2 separate regions of the Mus musculus genome follow, and region 1 is linked to region 2. Evidence: chromatin contacts called from public Hi-C data. All regions are on one chromosome and are shown on one strand. The core of a region is the stretch at or near the end of the contact, and the rest is flanking DNA. Distances in the headings are between cores, read along the strand shown. Region 1 overlaps Lrrn2 (leucine rich repeat protein 2, neuronal). Region 2 has its middle 22 kb from the start of Gm31101.

Region 1 (3,936 bases), core at 290-2,789, 150 kb before region 2:
CCAGCTCCCCCCCCCGCCCCCCCCGCTGTGACAGCTCCATATCTACCCTGTCACTACGCTGACAGCCTCTAATGATGAAAACAGCCCCAGTGTCATATAAATTCTTCCAGAATCCTAGCAGCTAGGAGGAGATCAGGTTTGGGAAGCTGGGAACCAAATGCATTTCACTGCATGGCAAGAGAGAACACAGCCTCCAAAACATCAAAGACTGGTGTTCAAATCCTGCCCTGGCATCTTTCTAGCTCTATAACCTTGAACAAACGACTTAGCCATTCTGAATGTCAGTTTCTAGATCATGAAACGAGAACGGTACTTCACACTGTTGTCTTAAGCATTAAATAGAATCATCATGACAGAGAATCTGACATAAGAAGGGGGGGGGGGTGTTCAACAAGTGAGGTCTCTTCTCCAGTCTGCATTGGTAGGGACATTAAATTACTATGTTAGGTCTCAAATCTGGGACAAGCAGATGACTGAGGTGCCTATTAACATATCAAATCAGGCACTGCCAGCCAGCTTCCCTCAGCCTCACCAGTACCTGTCCTGGAGATACTCTAGATGGCATACCCCACTGCCTACCCTAAACTCTCCAGCCCAGAGATTGGGCTGGCCCTTTCCCCAACCTTCTCTTCCCTAGTATGTATGTATGTATGTATGTATGTATGTATGTGTGAATATGTATGTATGTATGTTTGTATGTATGTATGTATGTATGTATATATGTGTATGTATGTATGTATGTATATGTATGTATATATGTGTATGTATGTATGTATGTATGTATGTATGTATGTATGTATATTTGTTACACTGAATCTCTTGGCCTCTTGGCTGCTGTTCCTGGTTCCTGCTCTCCAGGCTCCTGGCCTTCTGTCTCTCCTTTCTTTACCCCTAGTTCTTTACAAGGATCCGTTCAGTCTGGTCATGTTCACTCTAGGCTCTTTCAGATGCCTCTGGCTATGTTCTCCTTCATACCTACAACAAATTTTCTCTTTCACTCATCCCTAGGAGAGTTATGTTTTCTGTCTCTGTCTCTCTCTGTGTCTCTCTATTTGTGATCATTCTGGTAGCCCCAGTGAAGTATGAGGCCCTAGTGGGGTGGCCACTTGGTTGTGTGGAAGTGGTAGGCAAAGGTACTCTCCCTGTGCCTGGCTGGAGCCTACCAGTCCTCATGGCTTCCCCACCAAGCTGTCCCTGGAGCCACTCCTCGACATCCCACAGCAGCCATCTGGGCTCCCTTCTGTCTCTCATCTCTTCCCTCTGTCCTCATGAGAGTTGCTAATCTCCTTGGTGACTAGGGCAGATCCTCCTCCATTCCTGCCACCACCTCCGTCCCTGTACTCACAGGCTCTAGATCTCTCCTTTGGGCTTCCAAGTCTTTAAATCTGTCCTTCTGGAGAGTTCTTGTCTGCTCAGGGAGTTCTTAGTTATTTGGCTCTTACCCTCTCCCTTACCATCCGCCCTGCTGCCATAGTGCCGGCCCAACCTTAGCAGGAACTGGTTCCCTAGCAACCTCAGCTGCCTCCCCTAGGCTGAGCTCCTCAGAGCAGGGGCTGGGCACGTGGCCAGTGTTCATCAGTTTGTGTTAGGTGGAACAGATTATGGGGGTACCCTTGATGGAAGCTTCTTGTTAAGGAAACAGTTATCCTCCCACTTGGTTTTTACCAGAGCAAGCCTGGGCCTGTGTGTGGACAAGACATGGGGGCCAGGTCTGCTCGGCTGGAGGCATAGCCACCTGGAGTCTGCAGTTCTCTACTCCATGCCAAGGCAGAGAGCCACCATAGCTCAGGTATCAGCCTTGGCACCTATGCAGCAAAAAGGGAGGAGGGGGATGAGGAAGGGATGAGGGGGATGAGGAAGGGAGGAGGGGGATGAGGAAGGGATGAGGGGGATGAGGAAGGGAGGAGGGGGATGAAGAAGGGATGCACACGCATGAGGACTCACTCACGGTCTCATCTCCCTCTAAGACTGACATCCTGCAGTTACAGATTGATGAAGGAACCAAGGCAACTGACTGGTCAAAAGCCACCTGAGAAGGTACATGGCTAAAACTGGAGCCGGACTGGTCTCGTTCTGAAGTGAGAGTTGGTTTCTAAGATGCTTCCTCCTGCAGAAATTACAACACCGTCTCCCTAGGGGTCAGGGGAAGGCTCACACTGAAAACCTGCATCTGTGTGGTTTGTGTTCCTGCTGTTTCTCTTCCATAGACCACAGATGATAGGCATAAGAATGTATAAATTGATGGGTTGGTAGGTGGATGGGTAGATGGGTTTGACAGTGGGTGGATGGATAGATGGGTTTGCGGGCGGGTAGATGAATGAGTAGGTGATGTGATTGTTAATAGTGATTGTCAACTTGACAGGATCTAGGATCACCACAGAGACAGCTCCTGGGCATCTCTATGAAGGGTTTTCTAGATTAGGCAACTGATGTGAGAAGACTCATCCTAAACATGGGGAACACCATTTCAAGGACTGAGGTACCAGACTTCATAAAAAGGAGAAAGTGAATTGAACCTCAGGTCATTTCTCTTTGCTTCCTGACTCTGGATCCAGTGTAACCAGCTGCCGGAAGCTCCTGTTGCTGTGTCTGTCCCACTATATCAGACTGCATTCTTGAACTGTGAGACAAAGTAAACCCTTCCTCCCTTAACCTGTTCTGTCGGGTGTCTTTGTCACAGTAGGAAGAAAAGTAACTCATACGAGTGCGTGGACAGATAGATGGATGAGTAGATGTATGGATGGATTGGTGGGAGGAGAGATAGATGTACGGTGGGTGGATGGATGGATTCATGGGTGGATAAGTAATGAGTGAACAAATGCATGGATAGATGGGTAAATGTGTGCATGTATGTTTGTATGTGTAAGCATGTATGCTGTATGTATGTGTGCTGGATAGTTTTATGTCAACTTGACACAAGCTAAAGTCATCTGAGAGGAGGGAACTTCAATTAAGAAAATGCCTCTATAAAATCAGGTTGTAGGCAGGCCTGTAGGGCATTTTCCTAATTAGTGATTGATGAAAAGGGGCCCAGCCCACTGTGGGTGGTGCCATCCCTAGGCTGGTCCTGGGCTCTAGAACAAAGCAGGTCAAGTGAGCCATGGGAAGCAAGCCAGGAAGTAGCACCCCTGTATGACCTCTGCATCAGCTCCTGCCTCCAGGTTCCTGCCCTGCTTGGGTTTGTGTCCTGGCTTCCTTCAATGATGAACAGTGCTGTGGAAGTGTAGGCCAGATAAACCCCTTCTTCTCCAAGTTGCTTTGGCCATGATGTTTCATTACAACAGTAGAAACCCAAACTAAGACAAGAATGGATAAGACAGGGTGGATATAGATATGTGGATGGGAGGGTGGGTGACTAGATGGATAGATGGGTGGATGGATAGATGAATGGATGGCTGAATGTGTGGATATATGTGTGGATATATGTACATACATATGTAATGTGGTATGTGTGTGTGTGTGTGTATTGGTTGATTTAATTGCAGGGGAACTGAACAGCATGGCAGCATGTAGGTCCCAACATCAGCTTCTAAGGCATCCTCTACAAGTGGCACCACATGAAGCAGGGGTTGTCCTCTCTACTTACTGACAAGAAGCTCCAGAATGGCTCCTCCTCTGACTTGATCATATCCCTGACCAGTTACTGACTTGTCACCCCACTGTATGTGGCCACCTGTACTACGTGGCCAAAGCCTGCATGCCAAAGTATGGGAGGAAGGCCGGAGGAAGGAATGCGGAGGACATCCTCTGTGGGAGAGAAGAGGAGCACCTCAGACACGGGAGAGAGAGGAAGGGCTGGGACCAATCTGCTTGGCTCCAGCCAGCCTATCTTCCCAGAGACTTGATGCCTTTATTTCCCGTAAGAAACATGTGATTTGGAACTTTTGGTACTTACTTTGATTTTTGGCATTTTTCCTTTTTATATGGGTGTTGCAG
Region 2 (4,064 bases), core at 151-2,650:
CCTCTTATTTCTGCTTGGTTAGCATAGCAGTGTGTGTGCTCCATTTCCTTGCCTGTGGTGTTTGTGTGGGTATTGCAACATACCCAGTGCTGCCAGCTGCCCAACCAAGCATCCTCTTAGGCAAACATATGCACACAGATCTCTGGAAGCACCAGCCGGCAGAGCCTGCTTGAGACAAATGAGTGCCCCCATGCTTCATGCCACGTCCCGCGTCCCTAGACTCACAGCACATTTTGTGCTCTGGTGACCCTTCCAGGATGCATCTAGCAGCCTGGCTCCGAAGCCCTGAACAATCTCTCCAGCCCTCTAGTGACCTCACTTAAGAGAGCTGGCAGGCATGGAGGAATGGGAATGTAGCTGAGCTACCTGCCCCTGTCTGCAGCCAGCAGCGACCCTGAGGGCAGTGAGCAAGCCAGCACTTGACGATTCTACCTGGTCATAGCACAGTGTACTCGGCATCTGTGTAAACACCATTTCCTCACCTCAAAACTGTTCTGTGGGGGTATGAGTTTGAGGCTAGCTTTGGCTACATAGCAAGACCTTGTCAAGAGGGAGATGCAGGGTGAGGGGTAGAGCAGAGAACGCCATGTGTAGGCAGGAGAGTTAGAAGAACAATCCTTGAGGGTCTACCACATATTATATGACCTTTGCTCTAGGGCTCTGTCCATTGGCTCAGACCCCTCCAAATGAGCTCTTGTTCCCAGTCAGGGTGTCAGATCTTGTGATGTTCCTTTCTGCACACACAGGTTGCCGTACCCCCGACACCATCTTCAAAGCGCTCAGATATCCAGTCTGAGAAAAGGGCCTGGAAGACAGGTCTTGAAGCCTTGTCAATATCTGTGATGTGTGGAGCTCATGGGACCAGGCAGCTTGTCAGGGAATGCACAAATCTGAGAGCCAAGAGCTTGAGTTTGAATCCCAGCTCACTCGTCTATGGCTGTGGATCCACACATGGGCAAATCTCTCCTATGTGGGTTGGGGAAAGGTTGCTATGGGCTCCTGTGGTGAAGGCTGGCACTTGCCTTCTGCTTTGACTATGAAGCTCTGGACACACTTTTTTTTTTTTTTGGAACGGGGCACACAGGCTGGAATCATGGGCCTCTGTGTCAGATAACTATAAACCACGCTGCCATTTCTAGCCCCTGGAATCGCAGAACTGGGCTTTGGCGTGAGCTCAAGTAGCTGCAGACTTCCTTTTTCCACCTGTCCAGAACTCCTACTCCATGTCCCAGTGCCGGCCACTCAGCAGCTGGAGCAGCCAGAACGGAAGCTTACTGACCACATCTTGGAATGCCAACAGCAAAAGGGGGCTGAAACCCTGCTTCTCCCTGCCTCTCTCTGAGCTGGCCTCTGTCCCTCAGTAGCCCTGCCCAGTGCTCGGCACACACATCAGCAGGGCATAAATATTTATGACGTGCAACTAATGCAGTGGCTTACAGGATTCCTGGAGCTTTGAGCGGGCGGGCTCTCTGCACAAGACGCATTTTTACGTGAGGAGGGGTTCCTGGGCAGGAGAGCTGTGTCTGCAAGCAAGAAGGGGGCTCTCAGCCTCTTAGAGCATCCTGGAAGCCTGCCCTTCACTGCAGAGCTGAGTGTTTCCATTTGCAGGGAGGCTTCGCTGGCAGCTGCCACCACGCACTCTGACAATCAATCCATCAGCCTTTGAAGGGAGCTCTTCAGAAGCCCCGCCCCGATGCTACTGGCTGTACACCAACCAGAGAATGGAAAGAATTCCTTAGCCACTCACCCACCTACCCATCTGCAAGCTGACTCCTCAGGAGGTGGGTAGAGCAGAGGGTTCCTAGTCTCACTGTCACAAGGTTCTAGATGGTTCTCGGAACTGAAACCAAGGATGGCTGCCTCTGCCCCCTACCAATGCCCCCCACATTCCCAGCACCTAAGCCCCCAAGGCAAGAAATGCAAATATCAAGCCAACTATGGTGGTGGACATTTGTAATCCTAGCACCCAAGCCAGCTCTGGCTAAACTGAAGTTATATAGTAAGACTCTATCTCATAAAACAAACAAACAAACAAACAAACAAACAAACAAACAAACAAAGGGACCGCAAATATCTCAGACTTCCAACAACAAAGGTTCACACATATCTGAGTCAATCCCTTTCCTTCTGGCTGGCCAGTGTCCTCCCTGGGGCCATCTACTAATAGCCTTTACATGACTTCTCATAGGTCCTGAGGGCGTGGTGAGGCGTAGTGCGCCAAGTCATGAGACACGAGGCTTTCTGCAGAGTGGTCATGGCTCACGCCTCGTGACTCTGCGGAGTGGTCAGGCCTGGGCCTGCAGCAGAGAGTTCCTATCCAGTGGGCCTTTTCCTGGAGGCGTCAGCAGTGGCTAAACCTGACTGGCCATTCAGGACCACGCCCAGCCCAGGCTGGAGAGGAAAATGCTCCTGTAGTGGAAGGGGGGACTTTCAGCTCACCTCCCACCTGTGACCTCCCATTTCCACCCCTCCAGCGCCGGCTCCAAAGCCACTTCCATTCCTAGCACCGTCTGAACCCACACATCCGCTCCTCCAGGATCTAACCCCTTCCCGTTTGCTCCTTTAGCTACTAAACCAGTCTCCTTCCCTTAACCTTACACAGATCCTCTGCTGAGGCGAGTAAGAAAGTGGTAGGGGTATGGGTAGGGGTGGGGGTGGTGAGCACAGAGCTAATCTTTTCCTCCTGGGGGGGGGTGGGGCCCCATGGCCAGCATAAATCTCCTCTACTTTCTCTTAACACCTGGCCAGCTCCTTGTCACTGTGCTAACAACATTGTATTGATTTGCTCACGTGACCGTTTTCTCCCAAAGACCATAAACTCCTTGAGAGCAGAATCTATGTTTTGTTTGTTGTTTTTGAACTCGACTACCCACTGGTGTCCAATAGAGAGCAGGCACTTCATAAGTACAGAGTGAAAGCCTCTCTAAGCTTATAAATTCACAAAAGCAAACGTAAGCTCCAGTTGTTCACACTGTTTCCCAGCAAGGCCAGCGTTGACTGGAGAAGAGAGGTCTGCTTACAGCCTACAGGGGTTTCCAGAGGGCTGCTGCTGCCCCAACTCCAAGCACAAGGCACAAGGTCAGCTGCCCGCCACCCTTCCTGCTGGGGTGTCATTGCCACAGTAGGAGAGGACCCCTGTTCTTGCAACAGGAACAGTGAGTCACTCAGAACCAGTACAGCACAAGGGGGCTGCCTAATAAAGACAATGCTATCTCTTCCCCATGTTAATGGCATCCATCAACAGAGAACCGGAGACCTTGCTCTGGAGTGCCCACCTAGCTTTAAGTGTGAAGGTGAGAGTGTGGATGTAGGTGAAGCCCAGTCCCCATCTTCTAGGGCCACCAGTGCAGCTGAAGGCATGTGCTGTGCAGTATTCTGCTAGGCATCTCAGTCAGGGTGCAACTGCAGACGGCGCTGTGTGGTATAAGTCACTCCTGTGGGTGTCCCAGGGGTTGGGGCGAGGGACTGGTGGCATTTTATGTGACACACAGAACAATGAGGCAATGCTAAGGGTAGGTGTAGAAAAGCAACTGAGGCAAAGGCACAGCAACAAAAAGTCCCCAACCCTGCATGCAGCTCGGCTAGCACAGGGTAGGGGAGGTCAGCTCCATGGGCTGAAGGGAAAGAGGCAGGGGCTGGGATATGCCTTGAAGATAAGAAAACCTTTCAAGGGGCCTGGAGAGATGGCTCGACCGCTAAGAGCACTGACTGCTCTTCCAGACGTCGTGAGTTCAATTCCCAGCAACAACATGGTGGCTCACAACCATCTGTAATAATTTACTCACATTAAACAAACAAACAAACAAACAAACAAACCTTTAAAAAAAGGAAAGAAAGAAAAAAAAAAACCTTTCATTGTTAGGACAAGAAGAATGTAAGCAACAGAGTGTACCCCAAAATACTCCATTCTGGAAAAAAAAGAGAGAGACTAATTTAACACTGGGCGATGGCTCAGTGAATAGGGTACTTGGCATGCCAATGTGGAGACCAGGGTTCCTATTCCTAGAACCTATACAAAGCTAGGCAGACATGATGGTATTCAGCACTCCCTGCCTAGCTGTCTA

The links. A called contact is a pair of places that touch in the nucleus more often than the background predicts.
Region 1: a contact with region 2 is called in a Hi-C map of cerebral cortex, with 3 times the contacts expected there. The contact joins two enhancer-like sites. A contact is called at or near these places in 4 of 484 Hi-C or Micro-C datasets (cerebral cortex, embryonic stem cells and nephron progenitors), 7 of 115 datasets of contacts at active chromatin or transcription factors (VIP interneurons, embryonic basal ganglia, embryonic forebrain and 3 more) and 1 of 9 other capture datasets (embryonic stem cells).

What each region holds. Positions count from the first base shown.
Region 1 is chr1:132,913,669-132,917,604 of GRCm38.p6, reverse strand. The region is part of intron 1 of Lrrn2 (leucine rich repeat protein 2, neuronal); the gene reads right to left. It overlaps Gm31159 (a long non-coding RNA gene), which reads left to right. Exons shown (of 3, transcript XR_878529.3): 1 at 1-1,789; 2 at 1,968-2,037; 3 at 2,363-2,652. Among named protein-coding and RNA genes, the nearest start is that of Gm31159, 14 kb to the left of the region's middle. Within about 2 kb of position 1,539, at least 30 of the 459 cell types and tissues checked have an H3K27ac peak or open chromatin away from gene starts, as enhancers often do. A contact at or near this core is called in VIP interneurons and cerebral cortex, where this site is marked.
Region 2 is chr1:132,763,622-132,767,685 of GRCm38.p6, reverse strand. No RefSeq gene overlaps it. Among named protein-coding and RNA genes, the nearest start is that of Gm31101, 22 kb to the left of the region's middle. Within about 2 kb of position 1,400, at least 73 of the 459 cell types and tissues checked have an H3K27ac peak or open chromatin away from gene starts, as enhancers often do. A contact at or near this core is called in VIP interneurons and cerebral cortex, where this site is marked.